Regions from separate parts of the Mus musculus genome. Here region 2 is linked to region 1. A link is a contact called in public Hi-C data. All regions are on one chromosome and are shown on one strand. The core of a region is the stretch at or near the end of the contact, and the rest is flanking DNA. Distances in the headings are between cores, read along the strand shown.

Region 1 (5,632 bases), core at 772-3,271:
GACTGACTAAAACTTCGACGACTGTGGAGAGTTATGGATAGTGCAGATCTGGGACCTAATTAATTTCATTAGTGTCTCCCACCTTTGGACCTAATATCATGCTACTACAAGCAAGAGTTAACATCCTGACAAACAGATAACCTTTTGGGGATGTACTAACAAAAAAACCCTAGTTTTCCACCAAGCAGAGGGGTCAGAGTGTTGTCAGAGAGCAGCCGGGGTCTACAGAAGAGTTACCCTCATCTTGCTGTAACCAGCCTCGCTGATGGTGCCATCAATCTATTTTTTAAATGCTTTGCTTTACTAATATCACTCTTTGTTCTGCTGCTCCACGAAACTGCATCCATACTGGAACTATGGAGATTGGGGAAACGTGAACCCATGTTGCTGGTCCAGTCAGTCAAAGTTGGCCGCAGCATCTGCTATCCTTTCTTCCCTCTGAGTGGAGAGCCGGAGATCCGTGTGGACAGTGGTTATGACAGGTGTTAATTTCCTGCCATGGTAAAACTAAAAGCTGGTCACATAAACACAAGAACAAAGAAAGCAGAGGCTAACTTAACTAATGGCTTACAGAGCCTGCCAAGAGCTTAAGAGCATTAACACCTGCAAGGTCTAAGGACAGACCTTGCCTTCTTGGGATAAAGGTCAGCAGAGAGTCGTGGTTAACAGCTAGAAAGGACGAGTAAAGATAGAGAAGGGTCTTTAAAGCATGGCCGCTTCCTTAATTGAGCAAGCTGTGCATAAAAGCCTGCGATCATCTCTTTGGTGAGCCAATGGGGCGTGCACAGCCAATGGAGAAAACCTGAGACACCGGCACCCTTCCCCACCCTCATCCAGCCACAGGCTCCCCAACTCTGGATTTCCCGTCCCTCATTCCGGAGGATAGGCCTGCCTTAATAAAAACAGTTTCACTCTGCCTCTGTCTTCTTTCTCTCTTGCATTTTGTCTTTCCCAGACAGTCAGTTGTTTTTTGCTTGTACCATGCAATGAACTCAGCTAACAGCAGAATTGCCATTACACCTGCAGCTCCCTGGCTAACCAACCTAGCTAAACGGGTAAACTCCAGGTTCGGGGAGAAAATCTGCCTTAGGGGAGAGGGGGGAAAGGTGGACAGTGACTGGAGGAAACACAGGCAACCTGTGGCCTGTCCTCATGAAGGAACATACAAACACAGACACACAGATAACACATTAAAGTCATCTCTGTAGGCTGGAGCTTAATTCCCACAGAACTACCTAAGAAGTATATGCACCATCTTTCAGAATTGTCTAAAACAACCCAGCCACAGCGGGCCTAAGTCTGTGCTAGCACTAGCAAACTCCAGGCAGGATAGGCTGCGCTAAACACGCGAGGAGTACAGGTCAAGTGTCTTTCTCCACCTTATTTGAGGCAGACTCTCACCGAACCAGAGGCTGGAGCCACCGGTTTCTGTTTCCACCTCTCAGAAGTGTGGTTTCAGACTTCCTTAGCTATGCAGGTTTTTCAACCTAGGTTCTGGAAATTCAAACGCAGGCACAGATGCTTGTATAGCAGGCACTTCACCCGCGGAGCCATCTCCGCAGCCCTTAGCATGCCTTTTAAATCATCTATTTTATCCAATGGTCTCCAAGTCCGGATTTAGAGCTTTTCCTCGGGAGAGCATCGCCTACAGGTTTAGTAAGCTACAAAATTTCTTATTCGAGATATATCCTACCAGGTTATTCATGAGAGCAAATAAAGGGCATAAACGAAGGAGGAACATTAATTTCTACAGGGTCTAATCATGGCCTCTGGACAGTCCGCCCAGGTTAAAGCATTAAGAACGGGAAATGAGAAGACAGTGAGCACTCAGGGCTCTCGAGGATCTTCCCACTCCGCAGCGCAAGGAGGAGGCAGGGTCGGCCTAGGCTGCACCCTCCGGCCCTGGCTCCCGCTGGCTCGCCGCTCTGGACTGTACCTGACAGGCGATCGACCTACGAAAGCCACACGCCATGCCTCCCTTTCCCGCACGCCCCGCCTCCGCGCCGGAAGTCGCCTCTGCTTCCGCCAGGGCGCGCGGAAGTGTGGAGTGCGCATGCACACGGGGCCGCGGACTATGGCCACCTCCTCCGTGTCTAAGGTACGTGGGGGTGGCGCTCGCCTCAGATTCGCGGTGCCTGTTTGGCAAGTCCGACGAGGTTTGATGGGCATCAGCTCTGGCTCCGCGGAGAACAGGACTCGGGCGGCTTTGCCCAGGTCCGGGTTCGAGGCAAGCTTTGCTCTGGGCAACTAGGCCATGGCGCCAAGGCTAGGAGAGCGGCTGCCCCCAGAATGTGCTGCGTCCTGCCGCTTCCCCCACTCTTCCCCCTCCATAAATTCACACTGTGCTTTAAGTTACCGAGATGCAGATGGAGGCAAAAATAGATTTCTGTTCCCAGAAATACTCATAAGCAGCTGATCTTGAATTGGCTCATTAGCAAGGAGAAAAGTTCTAAGAGAGGAGGGACGAACCAAGGTTTCTGGGAGACCGAGGAAATTCTTGGAGAAAGTGACAGTTTGGCTAAGGTCTGAAAAATAAGAATCTTGGCAAAATATAAAGCATTAGTTTGGGAGAGCAGAATAAGATGGTCTTTGCCTTAGAATGTAGAAATAAAAGAGCGTATTAAGTAAAAAGAGCAGTTTAACCCGTGAGTGGAGAGAGGAGCATTAGGAAAAACCAGAATAAAAATGTAATTCAGATGAGTGTTTTGAGGGGTTGTGGACTACTCGATGGCAAAGGAGTGCTAGTCAAATTGTAGTTTGTAAGAGGAGAAATCCTAGGCTTGTATTGCCCCCTAGGAGCCTGTGGCTACATCTGGAATTAAGATAACTTAAAATTAAGTTTACCATTAGCAACCATATTTCAAGAATATCAAACAGGGCAGCAGATGGAAAAGAAAGGTCTATTGGTCTGTGCTGCTATGCCTTGTAAAGTAAGACTTGACTCCTGTTCTAAGAACAGAAGGACACTCCTGAAGGAAGCTGAAATAACAGACTTCTGAAAGGTTTCGTAATTGGGGCTACAGGGGAACACTGAAGTGGGCTGTCTTCTTTTATAACAGGTCTGTTAGGGGTGATGTTAACATCAGAATCAGGCAGGCAGGCAAGCAGGCAGGCAGGCAGCAACACAGCAGAGCCAGTGAAGGGAACTCTGGCCCACGGGGCAGAGTGAGACCCCTTCAGTGTTTTTACGGGGTGAACCCGCTGGAGGACATTGAAATGCTCTCTGGTTTTGGCGCACAGCCCACTAGGTTGTTGCTGGAGGTAAGCAGCGAATGACTCCTCAGTTTGTGAAGTTTAGGTGATAGATATACACTTTTTCTAACTGGGCATTCCTGAGGGGAGATGGAGCAGGGAAGACAAGGATATAAAGGCAAGTCATTTTAGTCCAAGAAACGCAACTGCCGCTTAAAGAAATTGTCACAGTTCAACAGAAATGGAGACACTTTACACATGGTACGGTTCTGGCTGAGGGTTAAGACATTTGAGAAGTGTGTTAGTGATGAAAGGTAACGGTGCACCAGACATTTAATTTTGATTAAAATGGTCAATGACAAGCAGTACCCCCAAAGACTACATTTCAAAGAGAACAAACACTGTGGTTTAATTAATTTTTTGGAGGCATGTTCTCTCGATGTGCCTTTATCGGTTTGCAACTCTATATGTAGATCAGGCTGAACTTGAACTCTCCTGCCTTCCTGAGCCTGCCAAGTGCTAGGATTAAGGGTGTGCACCACCATACCCAGTTCCTAGTTAAAGACTTTTGTGGTTTTTTTAGCTTTATTCCTATTTTTATTTTTCCTTGGCTACAAAGTTCCAGATGTTTTGAGTGCCCTAACTCCTAATCCTGTTTGTTGCTTAAGACTTCATTGCGTTCTCTTTTCTGGTGGTGAATGTAACAATGTGGACTTTGTGCACACTACACAAAAGCTTTACCACAGCTGCTTCTCCAGCCCTTCCAGAGAAGGAGAATTTTTTTTTTTTTTCAAAAAGCCATCATTTCTATAAAACTTGGAGATGATAGTTTTTTCAGAAAAGCACTTTTCTTTTTGCCCTAATAGAAATATCTGTGTTGATAATCATGAAAGAAATATTATATAAATAAGAACCTTTAAGGACAATTTCCAGAATTCATGGAACTGCCAACGTTTTAATTTATTTTCCTCCTTAAACATATCAAGTATTGTTGGGGGTTTTTTTTGTCATATTTTTTGGCTGATGGTTAAGGTGGTTAGCCACATTACTGTTCATTAATGTTTGTTGCTTATATTCATATCCTTGTGCTAATATTTGTTATACTACTATCCATTCTATAACTGGCTGTAACGTGTATATGGAAAGAATGCAGTAATAAGCTTGTCATGCTACCATGCACTTGTTAGAAATACGTACAAGTAATTCATAGACCTTTACTAGTTGCAAATGTAAGACCATGAGGTACAGCTTAATTTGGAACATGTAACCCACGTGGCTACTTTATATTTTGCAAAGCTGTTTAACAGTAGTCTGAGATGATCTTTTTTTTTTGTCATATTTTACTTCTCGTAATATTTCATTTTCTTTTTTTTAAAGATTTATTTATTTATTATATGTAAGTACACTGTAGCTGTCTTCAGACACACCAGAAGAGGCCGTCAGATCTCATTACGGGTGGTTGTGAGCTACCATGTGGTTGCTGTGATTTGAACTCAGAACCTTTGGAAGAGCAGTCAGTGCTCTTATCCATTGAGCCATCTCGCCAGCCCAATCTTTCATTTTCTATATAAATAGAGGTCTTAAGAGACTGTCCATGAAATGTAACTTTCATTTTGGCAGAATACACTGCAGCTAAAAAATTAGGAGCTAAGTTTCAGTGGTCACAAATAATAATAGCAAACTTAATGTAGTTGGAAAATTACCAGGAAAATTACTTAGCAAGTATTTATTCATTCTGTGTACTGGTCACCTAATATATTTATTTATTAGTACATTATAAACATTGAGGAGGTGGTTATATATAAAATACATCTGTGCTGTAAGTGTGCTCACAAATTACCAGGAAGATAAAGCAAAGATGTTTGAGTCCTGAGATCTCAGGAGAAGCATTTCTGGCAAGAGAGTCCAGGAGGGTCTCCTGAGAAGACGAGGGCTTGGTTTATTTTGATTTGGTTTGGTTGTATAGCCAGGCTAGACACAAACTCATGTAAGGGATTTTCTGTCTCCACAGGTACTAAGATTGCAAGTGTCTAAACCATGCCTAGGTTTTCTAACTGTATAAAGCAGGCTAGCCTCAATCATAACAGTTCTCTTGTCTTGAGTGGATTACAGATGTGAGCGATGAGTTTTGAGCCAAACTGTAATGGATAAATGGAAAGGAGCTTATTAATTGAGAAAAGGTGTCAGATGAAACATCCTGGTTGTAGATACTTAGAGTTAATTAGGCAAAAAATCCTCTTGGAATGAGTGTTTTTAACTTAATCCATTTTAATGCACATCATTAATGTTTATGAAACTTGAACTTTAAAAAAAAAAAGGTCTATCTCTTACTTAGAATGGGTCCTAAAAAGTGTGAGAACTTATGATTGAGGAGGATGAAATTGATGAATTTTTCAAGACTATTCCACTTCTGTATTTCTATTCTTTCTTTTCTTTTTTT
Region 2 (5,208 bases), core at 692-3,191, 6.1 Mb before region 1:
GACAGGGCTTAGAAACCTAAGTTAGTACACTTTGTTACCCCCACTGTTTGGGAATCTATGGGGTTAGTTATACCTGCTTTTTGGCTTAGCTATTTTTTAGTTACAGAAAATCTCAATGACACCAGAAGTCAAAGACAGTTCACGGACAGAGTGTAACATCATACCAACGTGTAAACAAGCATTTGAATAAATTCTCAAGTCTTTTTTTTCCGCAGCAGTTATTTCGTTCTAGCTGCAGGTAAGCCAGATTTTTCTTACCTCTCCTTTCTCTTTGCATTCTTCCTCCTCCTCCAAAGAACATATCAAAGATATCCATGGGTGAGCCAAAACCACCACCTGCTCCGCCCTCTTTAATCGCCTGCTCCCCTCCTTTATCATATAGTTCCCTTTTTTTGGAATCAGCAAGAACTTCATAAGCTTGAGAAATCTGTTTAAACTGTTTCAGAAAAGGACATCCCATTAGAAACAACTGTTACAAAGCACAGCTACGGTAGACTTTAAGGCACGAACAGAAAGATACACACACTGCAACACTGCTGCTGAGCTGTTTGCCTGTGCCCTTACCTTTTCCCCTTCATTTGGATTCTTATCAGGGTGGTACTTCAAGGCCAATTTTCTATATGCCTTTTTCAATTCTTCCTGGGTGGCATTGGGTTTTACCCCCAAAACATCGTAGTAAGTGGTTTCTTTCACCATTTTTTACAGCCTGAAACCAGAAAATGGTAATTTTAAACCAGCTTTAAACTTTTGTAGAAAAGATCCAACTGCTTCTGCCTCCTGAGCACTGGGATCAAAGGTGTGCGCCACGACTGGCTCTTAACGGGTAGTCTTTAACTACCAGAGCTAAAGCAATCTGTTCTTTTGCATTTATTTCATACTAATACAGCCTTCCCTACGCGTCTTAAAAGGTAAAAAAAAATTCCTGATATGATTCAGCTGTAAACTCGAACAGATTAAAATATAGATTTCAGGGAACGCGAAGGAAAGCCTCTCTCGCAGCTGGTTCAGACTCTACTGCACTAACACATGAATTATTTGGCTTCTTCCGGTTTCCTTTCCCCAGAGGTTTTGCTAGTAACCCACAGCAGCACTGATAGGTTCCGTCCACTGGTTAGTACATTACCGCTGCCTTTGTACATCTGATAAAGGCCATACCCTCGCCGGAAAGCGACACTGGACTCCCGGGGGTGGAGGAGTGGCTTAGGAGACCGGCTCCAGGGAGCAGGTGCCCGGGCCCCGTCGCCATCCTGCTCCTGCTCGCTCGCAGCTTACCCACTCTCGCCCCGCAGGCCTGGAAGCTGGCTCGCCCTCTGGGTTTCCCGGGCCCCCCGGCGCCGACCGTTAAGGCTTCCTTCCTTTCTCCCTCCCACCCTGATCGAAAAGGCGGAGGGGGGGGGGAGGTCGAACCTCAACAAAGAGAGGGAGGAGAGCCAGGAGAAGCGCAAGCCGCAGCCTCCGCCCGGCTCCTCCCGCAGCCCCTCACCCCTGCCTTGCTCCGCGCGTGCGCAGCGCTGCCCACCCGGCCCGGGCGGCGGAGCGCGGGGGTACGCAGCAAGGAGCATGAGGCGGGAGGCCAATTGGCTTGGGCCTTGGACCTCCTCGAGGCGTGCGGGCGGGCAGGGCGCCGGGCATTCCCGGCAGCCTTCCGAAGCCCGAGGCCGGCTCAAGGAACCCGCAGTCCCCGCCCACGCGGGACCAACCGCCTCCGGCTGCGCCTTCCCCGGCTGTCTGGGGTCCAGACCGCACGCCGCGACCGAGGGAGGCCGGAGACTCACCGGTGAGCGGGCCGGCGCCGGAGAGCGGAAAGGAGCGGAGCACAGCGCAGCTCAGCCACACGCTGCTCCTCCACCACCCACCGAGCGTTCTGGAAAGTTCCGCCCGGCCCGCCGCAGCCGACCTCTTTTGTAGCCGAGCCCCGGCGCGTCACTTGCCGGAAGTCCCGCCCCTCGCCGCTGCCACCGCCCCTCGGTTACCTGGGCAACGGCGCGGGGGCGGGAAGTGGCTGCGCCCAAGGGCCTTGTGGGGGTGGACTCAAGCCCGGGTTCCCGAGCCTCGTAGAATTTTCTAGAGGCTTTTTTTCTTATTGCGAGGAACCAGAGTGCGGAAGTCTTGAGGTGGAGAGGTCATGTCCCAGAGCCCGTAAGCCGGGGACGAGTGCTTCAGGCGTTGTGCGCGCTGTGCTGAAGGGGATTGGTGGAACCCAGCCCTGGCTGCGAGTCTGATTTTCTGCAGCTCCAGCTCCTTAGCTCTGAGCCTTGCGGGCAAGAAATGCTGAGCAAGGCGGGCCTACTCCCTAAACCAGCCTCGCAGGCTTTGGTTTCACCCAAGCGCACTTATGTCAGAGCTTTTTGGACGAGCCTGGCCCAGGCTTCAGATCCTTTTGGCTCTGACGACTTGGGCGGAGGGAATCTGGGACTTCACCAAACAGGAAAACATTTAGAATGCCTCATGCTAACGGAGGGTCATGGTCTTCCACCCAGTTTGGCCGCAGAGGAGCGGCCAAAAGCAAAATTAATTGCTTTAGCTTATTGTTTTAATTCTCTGACCGTTTTTATTTCCAGTTGGTGACTCAAAAATCTATAGTTGGCAAAGTTGAATCTTAAGCTTTCAAAGGACAGAGTGAATGTTTTTCTTATTCACTAACACAATAGATACATCAAAGAAGTGGAGGTGTAAGCTTGAAAGAGTTCACATATTTTAAAGATTTATTTTGAATCCTCTGTGTGTGTGTGTGTGTGTAGGTGCCCAAGGAAGCCAGAGGCATGGAGTCTTAAGTCTGGCTTCAAATTCTGAAATCTCCTGTCTCTGAGCAGTTGTGAAGGGTGGTACATGCTCTTAACCGCGGGGCCTCTTGCTTGGACTTTCGTTGGAAGTGGAACAAGCTAAAAACTTATAAGAGAAATCACAAAATACAGGTCAGCAGGTGAACAAGAAGCAGTTAAGCACACTTCCTAATGGAAGTGCAGAGTGTGGGATGAGATTCTTTAAATGTTCGTTTTATTGTGTGTTTCTAGGCTTGTGGACCATTGTAGTTCTCTCGTACCTTTGCACGGGCAACTCAAGTCTTCAGTGCGTTACCAGCTGAGCGGCTGTCTCAGTGCTTTATGGAGATCACAGGTAATTGGATGTAGCCAGAGCTAAGGGAGCTGGAAAGGCTGTCTTCAAACCTACCCAAAGACATCTTTAGCTCGTGGTCTTAAAAACCTCCGGATTTTGGGATTTCTACCTTGAGCTGTCCTGCCTCTCCACCGTTACTGCTTTCACTAAACTCTGTTGTGGTCACTAAAGCTACGCCACTTCCCTTACAGACTTTTTGATGATGTGCTGTGGTTTTGGTTGAGAAACATCTTTTCTCAGCTTACGTGTTACCCTCTCAGATATCACATCTATCAATAGGTTACGTCTTTAAAGCAGGGGCTCTTTACCTTCCTAACGCTGCGACCCTTTATTACAGCTCCTCATGTTGTGGTGTCCCCCAACCATAAAATTATTTTCATTGCTTCTTCATAACTGCAATGTTGTTACTGCTGTGAATTGTAATATAAATATGTGCCAAAGGTTTTCCGAAGGGATCAAAACCCACAGGTTTGAGAACTACTGCTTTAAGCCAACACTTTTGAGTAAAATATCTACTATGCCAGGCATACTCTAGGCCTTGCCAATACAAAACTCTTGTAAGCCATGGCCCCTACTCTCAAGGAACTTAACTCGTAATGAGATTAAAAACCAGAATTAAAAACAAAAAACCAAACCAAAACCATCCAACCAACCAACCAAAATTGCAGGACTAGGCTGATAAAGTCTGCCTTTAATCCCAGCACTCTGAAGGCAGAGGTAGGCAGATCTCTAATATAGAGGCCAGGCCAGTCTACATAGCAGGTTCCAGGGCAGCCAAAGCTACAGAGTAAGAAAGACCCTGTCTCAAAACAAATCAAACAAAAAACCTCGAAAATTACCAGCAACTTCATATGTGATAATTTTGTGTGGAAATGAGATCTTAGCTTAGTTTGGTAGTTCTGAAAATTCAGAACTAGGAAGCAGAACCAGGAGGCTAGTGAACTCAAGATCACTTGAGTTAGGTGTGACACCGTCTTTGGAGTGGGAATATAACACATAGAATGAGTGCTTCTTATTCTGTTCAAGGCCCTAGGTATGATTCCTAGGACTGCAAGAAGAAAAAAGAAAACTATCTTGCATGTGTTGTTTACAACGGATTATTTTGTTGGGGTAAATAAATCAGCCTTGTTATTTTTTGATGTGGTTTGCCTGATCTCTATTGAATGTTTCAGTGGTTTCCAATGTTTTATGGTGAAGTGCTGAAGATCTTCAAATACAGCTTTAGGTACTCATACAAACTTTATTTTTCTTTTGTGTTTTTTCAGTCTCGCATAGGCCTCATAAAGTTGAGACCTCAAACCCTCTGTGTAGTCCAAGCCAGCCTCTAAGCCATGATCTCCTTTGTTAGATAAGAGTTGATTGAAGTGATGTGAAAATAAAAGGGGAAAAAGTGGGGTGGGGGTGTCTCAGCTCACCGGAGGCATGGGGCCATTGACCCTTCATCCTTCACAGGCCCAAGCCACCATAGTCAATCTTTAGAGCTCTATGTAACACGGTTGTCTTCAAACTTGCAATCCTGACTCAGCCTGGAAAGAGCCGGGATTGTAGGCCCCTACCACCACACTTACTGCAAATACGTCTTTAGGACAAACACCTAAACCTGCTGAGCCAATGTGAGTGCAAATTGAAAATTATAACAACTTTTTATGCTCATTCAAACTGCTTCCAGCATGTGTGAATGGGCCTTGCAAGTATGTAATTATCTCTTGTTATTCTGTTAAATCTTTGCCAGCTTTACAAGTAAAAACTTATCAAATGCATTGGTTTCTACCTGTGATCCCAGCATTTGGGAGGCTCAGGCAGAAAGCTCAGGAGTTCAAGCCAGCTGAGGCTACATAGAAAGTTTGAGGCTGCTTGGGATATTTGAGACCCTGTTTAGGGGCGTATGTGAGAAATTAATATCTTATTGCTTTAAATTTTTTTTCTTTTTATGCAGTGTATGTGTGCAGTGCATAGACATACATGCAGACAAAGCACACATACACCTAAAATAATAAAATAAAAAAATCCCATACTTCCCGTCTTACTCTGTGGCCCAGGCTGGCCTTGAATTCAGGTCAGTCCTTCTGCCTCGGCCTCCCAAATGCTAGG

What was found. Hi-C and Micro-C count contacts between places; a contact is called where the count stands out from the background.
Region 2: a Hi-C map of uterus shows a contact between it and region 1, with 5 times the contacts expected there. The contact joins the promoter of Dnaja1 here to the promoter of Orc3 in region 1. A contact is called at or near these places in 4 of 39 promoter capture datasets (cranial neural crest, frontonasal cranial neural crest, maxillary cranial neural crest and 1 more) and 1 of 484 Hi-C or Micro-C datasets (uterus).

The regions. Positions count from the first base shown.
Region 1 is chr4:34,611,331-34,616,962 of GRCm38.p6, reverse strand. It overlaps Orc3 (origin recognition complex, subunit 3), which reads left to right and starts at 2,021. Exons shown (of 20, transcript NM_015824.4): 1 at 2,021-2,098. The coding sequence starts at 2,054. Rars2 (arginyl-tRNA synthetase 2, mitochondrial) reads right to left here and starts at 2,006. Exons shown (of 20, transcript NM_181406.4): 1 at 1,937-2,006. The coding sequence starts at 1,972.
Region 2 is chr4:40,719,201-40,724,408 of GRCm38.p6, reverse strand. It overlaps Dnaja1 (DnaJ heat shock protein family (Hsp40) member A1), which reads right to left and starts at 1,941. Exons shown (of 9, transcript NM_008298.6): 1 at 1,776-1,941; 2 at 565-706; 3 at 259-436. The coding sequence starts at 696. Gm6297 (predicted gene 6297) reads left to right here and starts at 1,568. Exons shown (of 3, transcript NR_077226.1): 1 at 1,568-1,777; 2 at 2,742-2,915; 3 at 3,015-4,255. Mir207 (microRNA 207) reads right to left here and starts at 1,492; the gene lies at 1,414-1,492. It also overlaps a transcript of Aptx not described here.